Regions from separate parts of the Sus scrofa genome. Here all the other regions are linked to region 2. Evidence: chromatin contacts called from public HiChIP or PLAC-seq data. All regions are on one chromosome and are shown on one strand. Each heading gives the region's core, a stretch centred on a gene start, on an enhancer-like site or on the middle of the called end of the contact. The rest is flanking DNA. Distances are from core to core; before and after follow the strand shown. Region 1 has its middle 30 kb from the start of ARFGEF2. Region 2 overlaps PREX1 (phosphatidylinositol 3,4,5-trisphosphate-dependent Rac exchanger 1 protein). Region 3 has its middle 19 kb from the start of PREX1.

Region 1 (4,125 bases), core at 696-3,195, 170 kb after region 2:
GATATCTTCTCCATCAATCTATGAGTTGGATGCTGGAGGGGGACGTGAGCCTCAATCACAAGGATTTCGAGAAAGGAAAGAAGAATCCTGGCATACACTGAGGACAACGGTGATTGCTACGCTCAACTGACGTAGTGACAGGTGAGCCGTGAGTGTGTCACCAGGGAGTTTCCCGTAGACGGGGCTCAGAGAAGGCTTCTTGAGGAACTGCCCTTCCAGGAGAAACCTGAAGGCAGAGTGGGAATTAGGCAAAGAACAAGGGAAGAGAGGGAAGGGCGCATGGGAAAGCCTCGCCTGAAGCTGGAGAGGGCTTGGGCATCAGAGGTGGAGAAAGTATTCCTGGGTGGTGAGGCAGAGCAGGGGATGGAGGTCGGGAAACTGTGTGAGATGAGCCTGGGCGGTTGGCAGGGGCTGGGTTTGCAGGGACTGAAGCTGATCTGTGTTGGGAAGGTGGATAAAAGGGGAGGGTGGTGTGACCACGAGCTGGTGCTAGAGGAGGATCGCACATGGATGTGACTGGGCAGAAATGGCTTCGTGAGCACGTAAGAGAACAAGGTCAGGGCGGCACGTGGCTCCGAATCAGGGCCAGGGTAGATGCTGTGTAAATCGGGTGATGATTCCAGATATGATTTTCTCCATTCAGGTGTGCGGCTGAAAACTCAGAGCTTCAAAAGCGTGCCTCGAATAGCAAATCTTGAGAATCCGTTGACATGGAGTTTGAACAAAGCACAGAAGAGACAAATCCTGATGTGTTTGCCAATTGGCATAGAGGAACAGGCAGGGGAGGGATTGGCATTGTCACCTTGTGACACCTGAGCTAGATCTTGAGGAATGAATGGGAGCTCACCAAGCAAGGATGGGGGAAGGGACACGCAGGCAGAAGGCACAGCAGAGGCAAAAAGCCAGGGGGTTCTCAAAGCGCCTGGCGGGTGAAGGGAACAGGTTGGAGGTATGAGCTTAGATTCCTGGAGGAGAGGGGGAGAGGGGATGCGGGGGGTGCAGGTGGTCGGTGGGTAGGCTGTGCGGAGCCTCCTGCACCAGACATGGGAACTGGGGCACAGCAGGATCAGATGGTTCATAATAATATATCCAGCTCCCCTCTGTGCTCGATCACCCCTGGGGACTAGAGAGGCATGTGGGGCCCTTCCCCCTCTTCGTCTGCACAAAGACACACCTTTTAGGGAGGCCAAGGTGGCAGATGAGGGTGACAGATCCTGTAATCCTATCCCCAGTCCCTGGGTCAGCGGGCTCCCGCCCAAGTCTGCTGTTAAGACAGAGGTTGGAAAACTGCTTTTCTCATCCCCCTGGCCCCAGGTGGCTGGGATGGAAGCCACCGGGGTGCTCTGGAGACAGCATTGGCTGCGGGATGGGCCCCTGAGAGAACACAAATGAAACCCAAGGCAACATGAAAGATGGCGGAGGTGGCCAAGGGCTGAGCTTATCAAGTGAGCTCCTCCTTGGAATCAGAGAAAGGGACAGAGCTTCCCTTGTTTGCTCTCCTTTTACCTCCTGGTAAATTGCCGGCCGGGGGTCTGTGGGACGGAGGCGTGGGTGAGGCTCAGCTATAATCCGGCCTGGGAGGCCGGCAGGTTTCCCGGCCCCCCTGGATTTTTAACATTTTCTTGTTGGAAGTCACAGCCTCAAGCAAACAGTTGAACACCATTTACGGGGAGGGACGGAAAGGTAAAAGACTGTCTCTGCGTCAAAGGAGGTTGTAATCTAGATAATGACAGGGAAAGAGGCCCAGGGCCTTCATCTCTCTCACTCAGCTGGGAGCTCGTCAGGAGCAAGGGCCTCTCAAAACCACACTGACATCTGTCTCTGGGGTCAATATACACGTCCTCTCATTCAGAATTCTTTCAGCTGTGAGTATTAGAAACCCAGCTCAAAACGGCTTAAATGAAAAGTGAAGTATATTGACTTACAGAATTGAGAAATCCAGGGCAAGAATGACTCAGGCGTGACTGGACCGAGGGGTCAACGGAAGTCATAAGGTCAGACTTTCTTCCTTGTGTTGGCCTTGTTCTTTTTTTTTTTTTTTTTTTTTTCCTGTTATAGTTGATTTGCAGTGGTGCGTCAGTTTCTCCTGTACAGCATAGTGATCCAGCCATACATATACATACATACATTCTTTTTCTCATGCTATATTCCATCACGCTCTATCTCAAGAGACTGGCTATGGTTGCCTGTGCTGTACAGCAGGACCTCATTGCTTTATGCATTCTAAATGTAACAGTTTGCATCTACCAACCCAAACTCCCTGTCCATCCCACCCCCTCCCCCTTGGCAACCACAGATCTGTCCTCTATGTCTGTGAGTGTGTTTCTGCTCTGTAGTTGGGTTCACTTGTGCCATAATTGTGTGTGTGTGTGTGTGTGTGTGTGGTGGTTGTTTTTTTTTTTTTTCATTATAGCTAGTTTACAGTGTTCTGTCAATTTTCTACTGTGCGGCATGGTGACCCAGTTACACGTCTATGTATACATTCTTTCTTCTCACATTATCATGTTCCATCATAAGTGACTAGACATAGTTCCCAGTGCTACACAGCAGGATCTCATTGCTTATCCATTCCAAAGCATTCGTGCCATATTTTAAATTCCACATATAAGTGATATCATGCGGTGTTTGTCTTTCTCTTTCTGACTTACTGCATTTAGCATGAGAATCTCTACTTGCATCCATGTTGCTGTATATGCCACTATTTCATTCTTTTTGTGGCTGAGTAGTATTCCATTGTAGATATGTACCACATCTTCTTAAGCCATTCATCTATCAATGGACATTTGTTTCCATGTCCTGGCTGTTGTGAATAGTGCTGCCGTGAACACAGGGGTGCGTGTATCTTTTTGAATTATAGTTTTGTCCGGATATACGCCAGGCACTTCTGCTGGAATACTTCCCTCACAGGCCTCATTCTTAAGTAGATTCTTACTAAGTGGTGGCTCTTGGTGGCAAGAAGTAGATCTTTAGCAACCCTAGTGGAAAGAGTTTCTTTCTCCCAGGAGTTACAGCAGAAGCACTTGGACTGGATCTTGCTGAACTGATATGGGTCACAAGTTAATTCCTGATACAATCACTGGCCAGAGGTATGGAATATGCTGGTTGGCCAAGCCTGGGCCCCATGTCCATATTATAGCAATATAATATTTTGCATTTGAATAACAGAGCAGCTGGAGTGATTCTTTTTAAAACCTACATCAGAAGAGTTCCCTGGTGGCTCAGTGGGTTAAGGACCTGGCATAGTCACTGATGTGGCTTGGGTCTCTGCTGTGGTGTGGGTCACTCCCTGGCCGGGGAACTTCCTATAAATAAATAAATAAATAAATACATACATAAATACATAAATCCTGCATCAGATCACTTTACTCCCCTGCTCTGAACCTTCCATCACACTCAGAACAAAAGCCCAAATTCTTATAATAGTCCACAAGAAGTGCAGATGCTACACAATCCACATCCCTGCCCAGCTCCGATTCCTCACTGACTTCCTCTCCCATAATCTCCCCTTGCTCACTATGTTCCATCCAGGCTGGCATCCTTGCTGATCCACAAGCCATGAGGCATAAGTAGCATCGCTTTCTTTATTAATACAACGAGGATGCTGGTAGGAGACTTCTGACATTGTGTCTGCCCAGCATTCCTCTTTTTCTGGCATCTCAGTGACATCCCCTCACCCTCTGTCTTTCAGGAAGTGTTGGCCCCATCCCAGAGCTAAAGATGGACTTGGGACGGACCCCTCAGAACATTCCAGCAGCATTCCAAAACCATTCACAGAGCTTGGTTCAAGGATGGGCTCGTGACCCAAGTGGACCTAATGAAATTCAGTCCTGATACTTACATTGGAATTATTAGAAATGAAAACCTCTCTTTATGCTAAGGCTGTTAGAGGGATAACACAAGTATTGTCACCAGAGCTACCACGTGGAAAGAGGGTCTAGTTGACAAGCGCCAGGGAAAGCAGTGCAGCAAGACAGGGAGAGGGAAACCAAGTTCTGGTGATATCTTTGAGCCCCTGGATTCAGCCTTTCCTGAACCCACTAGACTTAAAAGTACATGTCTTAGAAGATTCCCTTGTTTGCTCAAATCAAGCTGAGTTCAGTTTCAGTTAATTGTAATTGAAAGACC
Region 2 (4,490 bases), core at 651-3,150:
GGCGGGGTGGTCTGGGTGCTTGCCAGGGGTCCTCTTGGCCAGCTCCTAAGGTAGAGGACAGGGCAGGAATGAGGGACGTCAACCCAGAGGGGACCAAACACAGCCTCTGGGTCACCCGGCCCTGAGCCAAGTCCCAGCTCTGCTCTGGACAAACTGCGTGATCTGGAGCTGGGGGATGCCGCGCATTCATTCAGTAAATGTGCTCTGAGCAGCTCCTGCACGACGGACAGTGCCCTAGGGCCAGGGGATACATCTGTTAATAAACAGAAAAACTCCTCCTCTGGTGGCTCTTACATTCTAATAAAGGAAAATCAGGTCTACGATCTAATGTGGGCCAGTGACAAATATTACGGAAACAAATCAGAATGAGGGGCTAAAGGGTCTTGAGAAAGGAGGTGTTCTTTCAGAGAAGGAGGCCAGGGAGGGCCCCTCGGAGGGGGTGCCATTGGAACAGGGATTCTGGATAAAGCTAGGAAGGAAGTCCTGCAAGAATCTGGGCGAAGAGCACGCCTGGTAGCGGGAACAGCAGATGCAAAAAGAGTCACGGCGGAAATACATGCGGTGCGTAAGGGAAACAACCAGGAGGCAGTGCGCCTGAAGGAGAGTAAATGAGAGAGAAGGAGAAACAGCGAAACTGAGAGACAGACACACAAAGACGTAGAGAGGCACAGAGCAAGAGGATGGCAGATCTGAGGAGCGGCCACCAACACCGCCCCTCCCCAGCCCCCCAGTTTTCTCATCTGTAAAATGGGTATATTAAAAAAAAAAAAAAAAAAACCACCCTTGCCTTCCCAGGAACCTGGGAGGGAACCTGTAAAAAGGCTGCAGGGCCTTAATCCACACGCCCCCCCCCCACCTTGCACCTCCCACCACGCACGTGGGCTGGACGTTCTAAAGGTCAGGCCGGCCTTAATCAAAGGGTTTCAGCCACGTAGTAAGTGTGATGAGAAAGGAACTGAGACAGCAGAGACCAGCTGGGCCTCAAGACATCACCGAAGATGTGCAGGCCGAGTCACTCAACCGAAAGGACAGCGCTGGTAGATATAAGGTTCTTGAATCCGCTGGCCCCGACGTGCCTGAAGGCTCCAGTATCTCTACATCTCTCTGGTCCCTCAAAAATCACAGACAGAACACTCCTGGGGGCTGCTTTCCACACGTGGCTTCCTGGGCTGGCTTCGCCCCTGGGGAGCTGGCTGACCCAGGGCCAGATGCCCTCCACGCCAAGCCTCGGGTTCACCATCCGCAAACCAGTGACGAGCAGGGTGGTGACAATGACTGTCGTCACCAGTCAACGCCTCCCGCGTCTTTACTCTGTGCCTATGACGTAGGATCTGCTTCGGTCCCATTTAACCGATGAGACTGAGGCTCAGCGGGACAGCCCAAGGCCTCTAAGAAGGAAGAGGCGGCACGTGGATTTGAACCCCACCGCCTGGTTCTGCGTGTGGTCATGGTGAGGGCTAAGGCAAACACTGTGAAAAAGGACAGCCTTGCTAAGCCCCCGGCAAGGCCATGACCAGCCCTGCGGTGGTACCGCACCCGCGAGCGGGGCTGCGAGCAGCCAGCTGCCAGCTGGGGCACGGCTCTGAGCGCGCCCCGAGGAGCACCTGCTCCCCCACCAACCCATCTCCAGTCGCTTCGTTGCTGCCCTGCCTGACCAGAAACAGCGGCCTCTTTTCTGGAGAGCAGATCCTCATGGTCCCAAGGCCCAGCTGTTCTGTGACATCGGGACGCTGTGGGTTTGCTGAGCGCCTGCCACGGGCCCAGGGACAGGCCAGAGGGGAAGCAAGTTGGGGAGATGGAGCCCCGTCTCTGGGGGTGACGGAGCTGGGAGTGCGGAGGCGGGCGTGGACGACAGCCCGTGTGGGGCACATGCTCTGGGAAACCGGAGAAGGGGAAGGACAGCGCGGCCGGAAGGGCATCAAGGAGGAAGCGAGCCGGAGGCAGGCGGGTCATTGGGGGCTGAGCTTTTTGTACAACAGACCTATTTTGTTCCTCACTCAAAAAATACTGACTGAGCAAGGGGTCTGGGAGGGGAGTACAGGGGTCTGGACAGAGAAGGCCCTCAGGAATCTCCCAGTCAAGAGGGGAAGAGTCCAGAGGCTGAGTATGACCACCAACGGGAACCTGAGAGCCAGGACGCAGCGAGTGTGGACGCTCTGTCCAGCTCACTCGAGCCTCATACCAGCCCAGCCCTGCGAGGGAGTTCTGGTGCTTATCCTCATTTGATACAGTGGCACAGAGAGGTCAGGTCCTCGACCTGAGGTCACACAGCAGATTTGAGCCTGACCAGTCTGGCTCTGGGGTTAGTGCTCTGGACTTCTATACTATTTCCAAGCTTTCAGTAGTGAACTAGGAACACCTCCCTCTCAAGGGAATAGAATTGACATGATTGCTAAGTGCTAGGCAAGTGGAGGGACCCAGAGAGAGGGAGGAGCAGTGGTCTAAGAAAGTCTCTCTGAGATGGGCCTCCAGGTGGAGACCCGAATGAAGTGAGGGCCTGGGTCACACAAACATCTGTGGGAGCAGTACTCCAGACAAGAGAAGAGCACAAGCAAAGGTCCTGAGGCAGTGAGAAACAGCAAGGAGGCCAGAGAGGCTGTAGCAGAGTGAGCGAGACAGACAAGGAAAGGTGATGAGGTTGGAGATACACGCCAAAGCCAGATCACGCAGGGCCGGCGGGTGGGGGTCAGGGGGTGTCTCTGGGTTTCCTCCCAAGAGCCTGGGAGAGGCAACAAGGACTTATGAGCTGAGGTCTGACACCATCCAAATTATTTAACTTTTAAAGAATCTCTCCGAGTGGAAGATGCACATAAAGTGAACATAAAAGCAGGAAGACCACTGAGTGGCTACTGCAACAGTCCAGGCAAGAGATGCTCAAAGTTGGAATCAGGAAGCTCTGTGCCCTAGTCATTCATTCATTCACCCATCCATGTACCAGGCCCCATGCTGGGCCCTCTGTTGAGGACACAGATGACACAGATATGGCCTCCTGGAGCTGATGGCTTACTTGTAGGCATGTCCACAGATAAAAGTATAATAAAATGGAGTTTCTGCTGTGGCACAAGGGGATTGGCACATCTCTGCAGCACCAGGGCAGAGGTTTGATCCCAGGCCCGCACAGTGGGTTAAAGGATCCGGTGTTGCCCCAGCTGCAGCATACTGCAAACCGGATCTGACCCCTGGCCTGGGAACTCCATATGCTGCAGGGCAGCCAAAAAAGGAAAAAAATATATATAATAAAAGCCTGTAACGTATGATGGGGAATTCGGTTCAACACACCAAAGCACCCTCAACCCCGTGCTCCAAAACGAGTAGCTTTGAGCATCTGAATCTTTGTCAGGCTAGCCAAGGCCAAAGAGGGGAGTGCGGCCAGCCAGCTCCCTATTTCCTCCCAGTGAGCAGGGACAAAGGCTCAACCCCTCAATACACAGCCAACATCCCCTCCTAAAACCAGGGGGTCGGAGGGCAGTCTGAGGACCAAGCCACCCCACTACCTGCCACAGTACAGGAAGCTTTATGCTCTGTCATTTCCACGTGGTCCTCGCTTCTCTGGGGCCTCTGAGCTTCTCTCAGTCTAGATCGGTGCCCACGTCTCTGACCACTCCTCTAGCCTGTGTCCCTGGGGTCCTGCCTGCCCCCCCTTCCCCCCAAGTGTGACACCCTCACCTCTCTCATTCTTGAGATTAAAACTAATGGGCTTAGCGTAACCTGGGAAGCACAGCCACCCCATCCCAAACCCCTGGACACTGGAATTTCAGTGATCCTCCTCTGATGGGTTCCCTGAGGGGCTGCCAACACCGAGCAGCTGGTAAAAGTGAGAAAAAGGTTATTTCCCTTTTCCATCTGGCTGTCCCCACCTCTCCTCCCGCCCTAGGGCTGCTAGGCATGGAGAATGGAAACTGAGCAGGACCTCCTGGCCAGGCCCCTGGCTGGACCAAAACTGCAGGGAAGGTATTGGCTTTGGTGTCTCGGTTCCCAAGGGAGTGCTAACTCCACTCTGCCCAGCCACAAACTCAGGGCCTGGGCCTGCCTCTGGGCCTTTGCACTTGCTGTGTGCGCTTTACTGGCACATGCTTTCTCCAAATTATCAGAGGTGGTACAGTACTAGCATAAGGTTAGGCATACAAGTCACTGGAAAAGAATCAAGAGTCCAGAAATAAACCCTGACATTTATGGCCGAGAAAGTTTTAACAAAGTGCTAAGACAATTCCTTGGGCAAGTGCCATCTTTTCAACATGTGCTGCTGGGAAAACCGGGTATCCACAGGCAAAAGAATGAAGTTGGACCTCTTTCTCACACTGGACACAAAAATTAACTCAAAGTGGATCATGGGCCTAAATGTAAGAGCTGAAACTATAAAATTGTTAAAAGAAAACATGAGTAAATCTTTGTGACTTCGAGTTAGGCAAAGACTTCTTAGATACAATGTCAGATGTACAGGCAACTAAAAAAAATTCCATAAGCTGGACTTCAGCAAAATGAGAAACTTT
Region 3 (4,047 bases), core at 1,527-4,026, 140 kb after region 2:
TCTAATGCCTATTTCTCCATCCTTGTCTTACTCAATTATTCAGTAGCACTCAGCACAATGACAGCTCCCTCCTTCTTAAAACAGCTTCTTTGCGGTAAAAGCTAGGGGTGCCCTGTCCACCTGCCCCCCATTCTCTTGCATTACCACTTCCTTCTGGCTTTCTCTGGTAACGGGAGTATTCTCAATCCTCACCTTCTAAAGACTGAAGACACCACTTTTTGCAAACAATAACCATTTTCCCTGGTCTTGCTATCAAAATTCCAAGTTTGGCCACCATAGGCCTCTGGAGAGAATTAACCCTTCCCACCTATAATAGGTAAATCTTAAGGAGTCTTAACCAATCATGAAGAAAAGAGGTGTGACACATTGGTAGCCAACTAGACTTAATGCCGTAAGGCTGAGGTCTTCACATTTTTCTCTCTCAGAACATGACTTAGGAAAAGGATCTCTTCTGCTCTTCTGACCTGTGGATGTTGCGTGAAGACTCCAGGTCCAGAGCCATGGCAGCCATCTTGGACCCACAAGGAGAGACTGCCATCACCCTAGATGCTGCTGTTGAGCCACTGAATTAACCAACCCTGGAACTGCGCTACCTCAGGACACACTGCTTACACCACTTGAGTTGGATCTTCACTCAATTGTAGAAAAAATTATCCTGATGGATATGGCCCATAGGTAGTGAAACGTCCAGCAACATAGCTCTAGGGTCACTCTAGACCCATGTGTGAGATGCACAGTGAGCATCTTTCCAAGCAATCCCAGAGGCATCTCAAAAACATGTCCCACCTTGAACCACTTATCTGCCACGTTCCCCAAAAGACCTTATCCACTCTCCCCTGGATGGATGACACCTCCATCTACTCTAACCCTAGAGTCCTTGTCTCATTTCTGCATTCATTCATTTAACTAAATCATATTAAGTGAGCCATGACTATCAACTAGGTATTATGCTAGATGCAGGGGGAGAAATAGTGAATAAGACAAAGTCTCATCCCTTGTGAAGTTTAGATTCTAATCAGGGGAGAGAGATATTAAACAAGTAAGCACATAGCCAACAATAGCTAAGAAATAAATTAGGTATTTTCACAGAGAAATACAGGAAGGCATATACCTAGATCGGGTGATTTGGGAAGACTCTCTTATTAAGTTGTGATCTGAATGCTGAGCCAGAACCAGTTCGGCAAAGTGCAAGAAGAGCTTCCTAGGCAGGGGAAAATGGCAAGTGCAAAGGCCCTGAGGCTGGATCACACTTGGAACATTCCAAGGGCAGCAAGGAGCCAGTAGGGTGGGAACAATGAGTAGTGAGAAGAACAGTAGGAGAGGAAGTCAGATTAGCTACGTGGAGACAGAAGATGCACAGTTTTTGTGCTAAGCACAGTGGGCAGCCAGGGGAGGGATTTAAACAAGGCTGTGCTATGAGCTGACTCAGGTTTGTTTTTTTGTGTTTTTGTTTGTTTGTTTGTTTGTCCTTTTTAGGGCCGCACTCGCAGCATATGGAGGTTCCCAGGCTAGGGGTCTAATTGGAGCTATAGCCACCAGCCTACGCCAGAGCCACAGCAACACCAGATCCAAGCCACGTCTGTGACCTACACCACAGCTCACAGCAACGCCAGATCCTCAACCCATTGAGTGAGGCCAGGGATCAAACCCGCAGCCTCATAGTTCCCAGTCAGATTTGTTTCCACTGCGTCACCACAGGAACTCCTGATTCAGGTTTTTAAATGGTCACACTGTTGAGTGCAAATAGCCTATAATTAGAATAATAATAACAAAATGACCATAACCAACCCTTTTGTAATACCGACTGTGTGCCAGGCATTGTTCTGAGCAATGTCCACATATTAACTCATTATGTCCTTATAATAATGAGCATGACTATGGTGCCATTTTATAGATGAAGAAACTGAGGCACGGGGAAGTAAAGTGACTTGCACAGGGTTACACAGTGAGTAAATCCTAGCTTGGACTATAGGAAACAGGGAGCCCCGCTGGAGGCTATCTTGTATATGGTGAGAGGGGGCTGGCTGGCTTGGGCCTGACTGGTAGTACTGGAGACAGAAGATCAGGAATATAACATCAAGATAAAAAGAAGCTTCTGGTGATGTGCATAGTATCCGGTCTGCGCCTTCAGATTCCCTTCCCCAGCAGGACTTGCATCAAGGGCTCTGGCGGGAAGACAGGTCACCGGCTCCTGGTGCTCCCTGCCCTCTTTATGGAGAGCTCTCCCCACCCCCACCCCACCCAGAGCCCCGTTGTGCTGCGACACCTCGGCATCTTGTTCCTCTCACATGACCACCTCCCCTTTGGAGAACAGCCCGAGGCAGCTATAACTGTCTCCAGCCTTGGTCTTGTCCTGCCCCTGCCCCTGCCCCTGCCCCTGCCCAGCTTCGCCTGGATCCAAAGATAAAAAGCCGCCAAAAAGCCCGGCACAGTGCCTCGCTCTAGGAGGAGAGCACTTTGCAGACGCTCCCTGAGCCTCTGCAAAACTTCTATTGTGTTGCCAGAGACAGAAAACAATGCTAGTGGCCCAGTCGCCAGCCAAAGACAGCGCGGGCAAACTTGCTGGGTCCCAGCTCTGCTGTGAGCCTGAGCTCCTGGGAGGCAGAGGGGCTGGAGCAGAGCAAGATGTGCGCTTGACACTGCTGTCTAATGAGGGGCACGGCCTCCACCCACCCATGCCTCTCACCGGAGGCCAAGGAAACCAGAATGGGGCAGAAAGCAAGCCCGAGGTGACCAGCTTGACCTTTAAAGGCAAGGCAGGAGTTTCTGCAAAGCGTCTGGGAGTCCCCTGAGTATCTATTCCCAACCCCCAGGGGCTAGAAGGTCAACCTCTCAGTTCCTCATCTACACAGTGCCCATTTCACACAGTGAAAGTGTGAAAAGCTAGGGACCTACCCACGACTGGGGTCTGCTCTGGGGCTTTCTAAAAAAATGAAGTGCACAGAGCCTGAGCAGAGAACTCACCTTGTACAAAACACCCAGTGCCAGGCTCTGGGGATTCAGAGAAAAGGAAAGCACCCTATCCTCTGTGGACAAGGTGGGGGTAAGATGAGTCCTGTAGAGGCAGAGGTTTGAAGGAGAAATCAAGGAAGGCTTCAAGGAGGAGGGTGCCTTTTTCAATGCTCTTTTTATTTATGTACTTATTTATTTATTTTTTGCTTTTTTAGGGCTGCATCCACAATGTATGGACGTTCCCAGGCTAGGGGTCCAACTGGAGCTACAGCTGCCAGCCTACGCCACAGCCACAGCAACACCAGATCCGAGCTGTGTCTGCGACCGACACCACAGCTCATAGCAACACTGGAACCTTAACCCACTGAGAGGGGCCAGGGAACGAACCCACATTCTCATGGATGCCAGTTGGGTTCATTAACCACTGAGCCGCAACGGGAACTCCTTCAATGTTCTTTTTAGAGGCAGAGAGGATTCCCCACCTGCTCAGCACACTTGTAAGCTTCTTGATTGCACAATCTGTTGTCCTGAATTATTTTCATTTTCCACAGAATTCAGAACTGAATATTGCGGGTTTCCAGTTAATTTTTTTGACAGTAAAAGGACTGAGAGGATTCCTATTCTCGCCCTCCTCCCTCTTCCTTTCCTTCTTAAGAAAAAATGACTAAACAAATAAAATATGCACAAAAGAGGCATATGTTCTTTTTTTATGTAAATGTATAGGCCACGTCCTTTACTTTTTTTTCCCAGTCACTGAAGGAATAAAAATGTGCATTGCTGGAACTTTGGAAAACCCCAGATGAGCATATGAAGAAAATGAAAATCACCTAATTTTCACCATTGAAAAGTAAATACTCTTAACACGTCACGGTATTCCTCTCTAGGCTTTGGTGGTTATTCTATGATTAAGATGAAATTCTTTACAATGAAGTGCATAGATCTGAAATGAATCATTCGATAAATTTTGACAAATTCCTACCCCATGTACACCCCCCCCATCAAGATCTAGAACATTCCTGTCATCCCAGAAAGTTCCCTCAGGTCCCCTCCAGTCAATGCACAACCCCCACAGACAACCATCCTTCTGATTTCTAT

What was found. HiChIP or PLAC-seq counts read pairs in DNA pulled down with a chosen protein or histone mark.
Region 1: an H3K27ac HiChIP or PLAC-seq map of alveolar macrophages shows a contact between it and region 2. The contact joins two enhancer-like sites. A contact is called at or near these places in 1 of 47 Hi-C or Micro-C datasets (embryonic fibroblasts) and 1 of 2 datasets of contacts at active chromatin or transcription factors (alveolar macrophages).
Region 3: a contact with region 2 is called in an H3K27ac HiChIP or PLAC-seq map of alveolar macrophages. The contact joins two enhancer-like sites. A contact is called at or near these places in 1 of 47 Hi-C or Micro-C datasets (embryonic fibroblasts) and 2 of 2 datasets of contacts at active chromatin or transcription factors (alveolar macrophages and skeletal muscle).

Annotation. Positions count from the first base shown.
Region 1 is chr17:50,599,701-50,603,825 of Sscrofa11.1, forward strand. It overlaps the pseudogene LOC110257393. Among named protein-coding and RNA genes, the nearest start is that of ARFGEF2, 30 kb to the right of the region's middle. Within about 2 kb of position 1,946, at least 10 of the 83 cell types and tissues checked have an H3K27ac peak or open chromatin away from gene starts, as enhancers often do. A contact at or near this core is called in alveolar macrophages, where this site is marked.
Region 2 is chr17:50,426,796-50,431,285 of Sscrofa11.1, forward strand. PREX1 (phosphatidylinositol 3,4,5-trisphosphate-dependent Rac exchanger 1 protein) reads right to left here. Exons shown (of 40, transcript XM_021078040.1): 6 at 1-45. Among named protein-coding and RNA genes, the nearest start is that of PREX1, 120 kb to the right of the region's middle. Within about 2 kb of position 1,901, at least 9 of the 83 cell types and tissues checked have an H3K27ac peak or open chromatin away from gene starts, as enhancers often do. A contact at or near this core is called in alveolar macrophages, where this site is marked.
Region 3 is chr17:50,567,240-50,571,286 of Sscrofa11.1, forward strand. No RefSeq gene overlaps it. Among named protein-coding and RNA genes, the nearest start is that of PREX1, 19 kb to the left of the region's middle. Within about 2 kb of position 2,777, at least 22 of the 83 cell types and tissues checked have an H3K27ac peak or open chromatin away from gene starts, as enhancers often do. A contact at or near this core is called in alveolar macrophages, where this site is marked.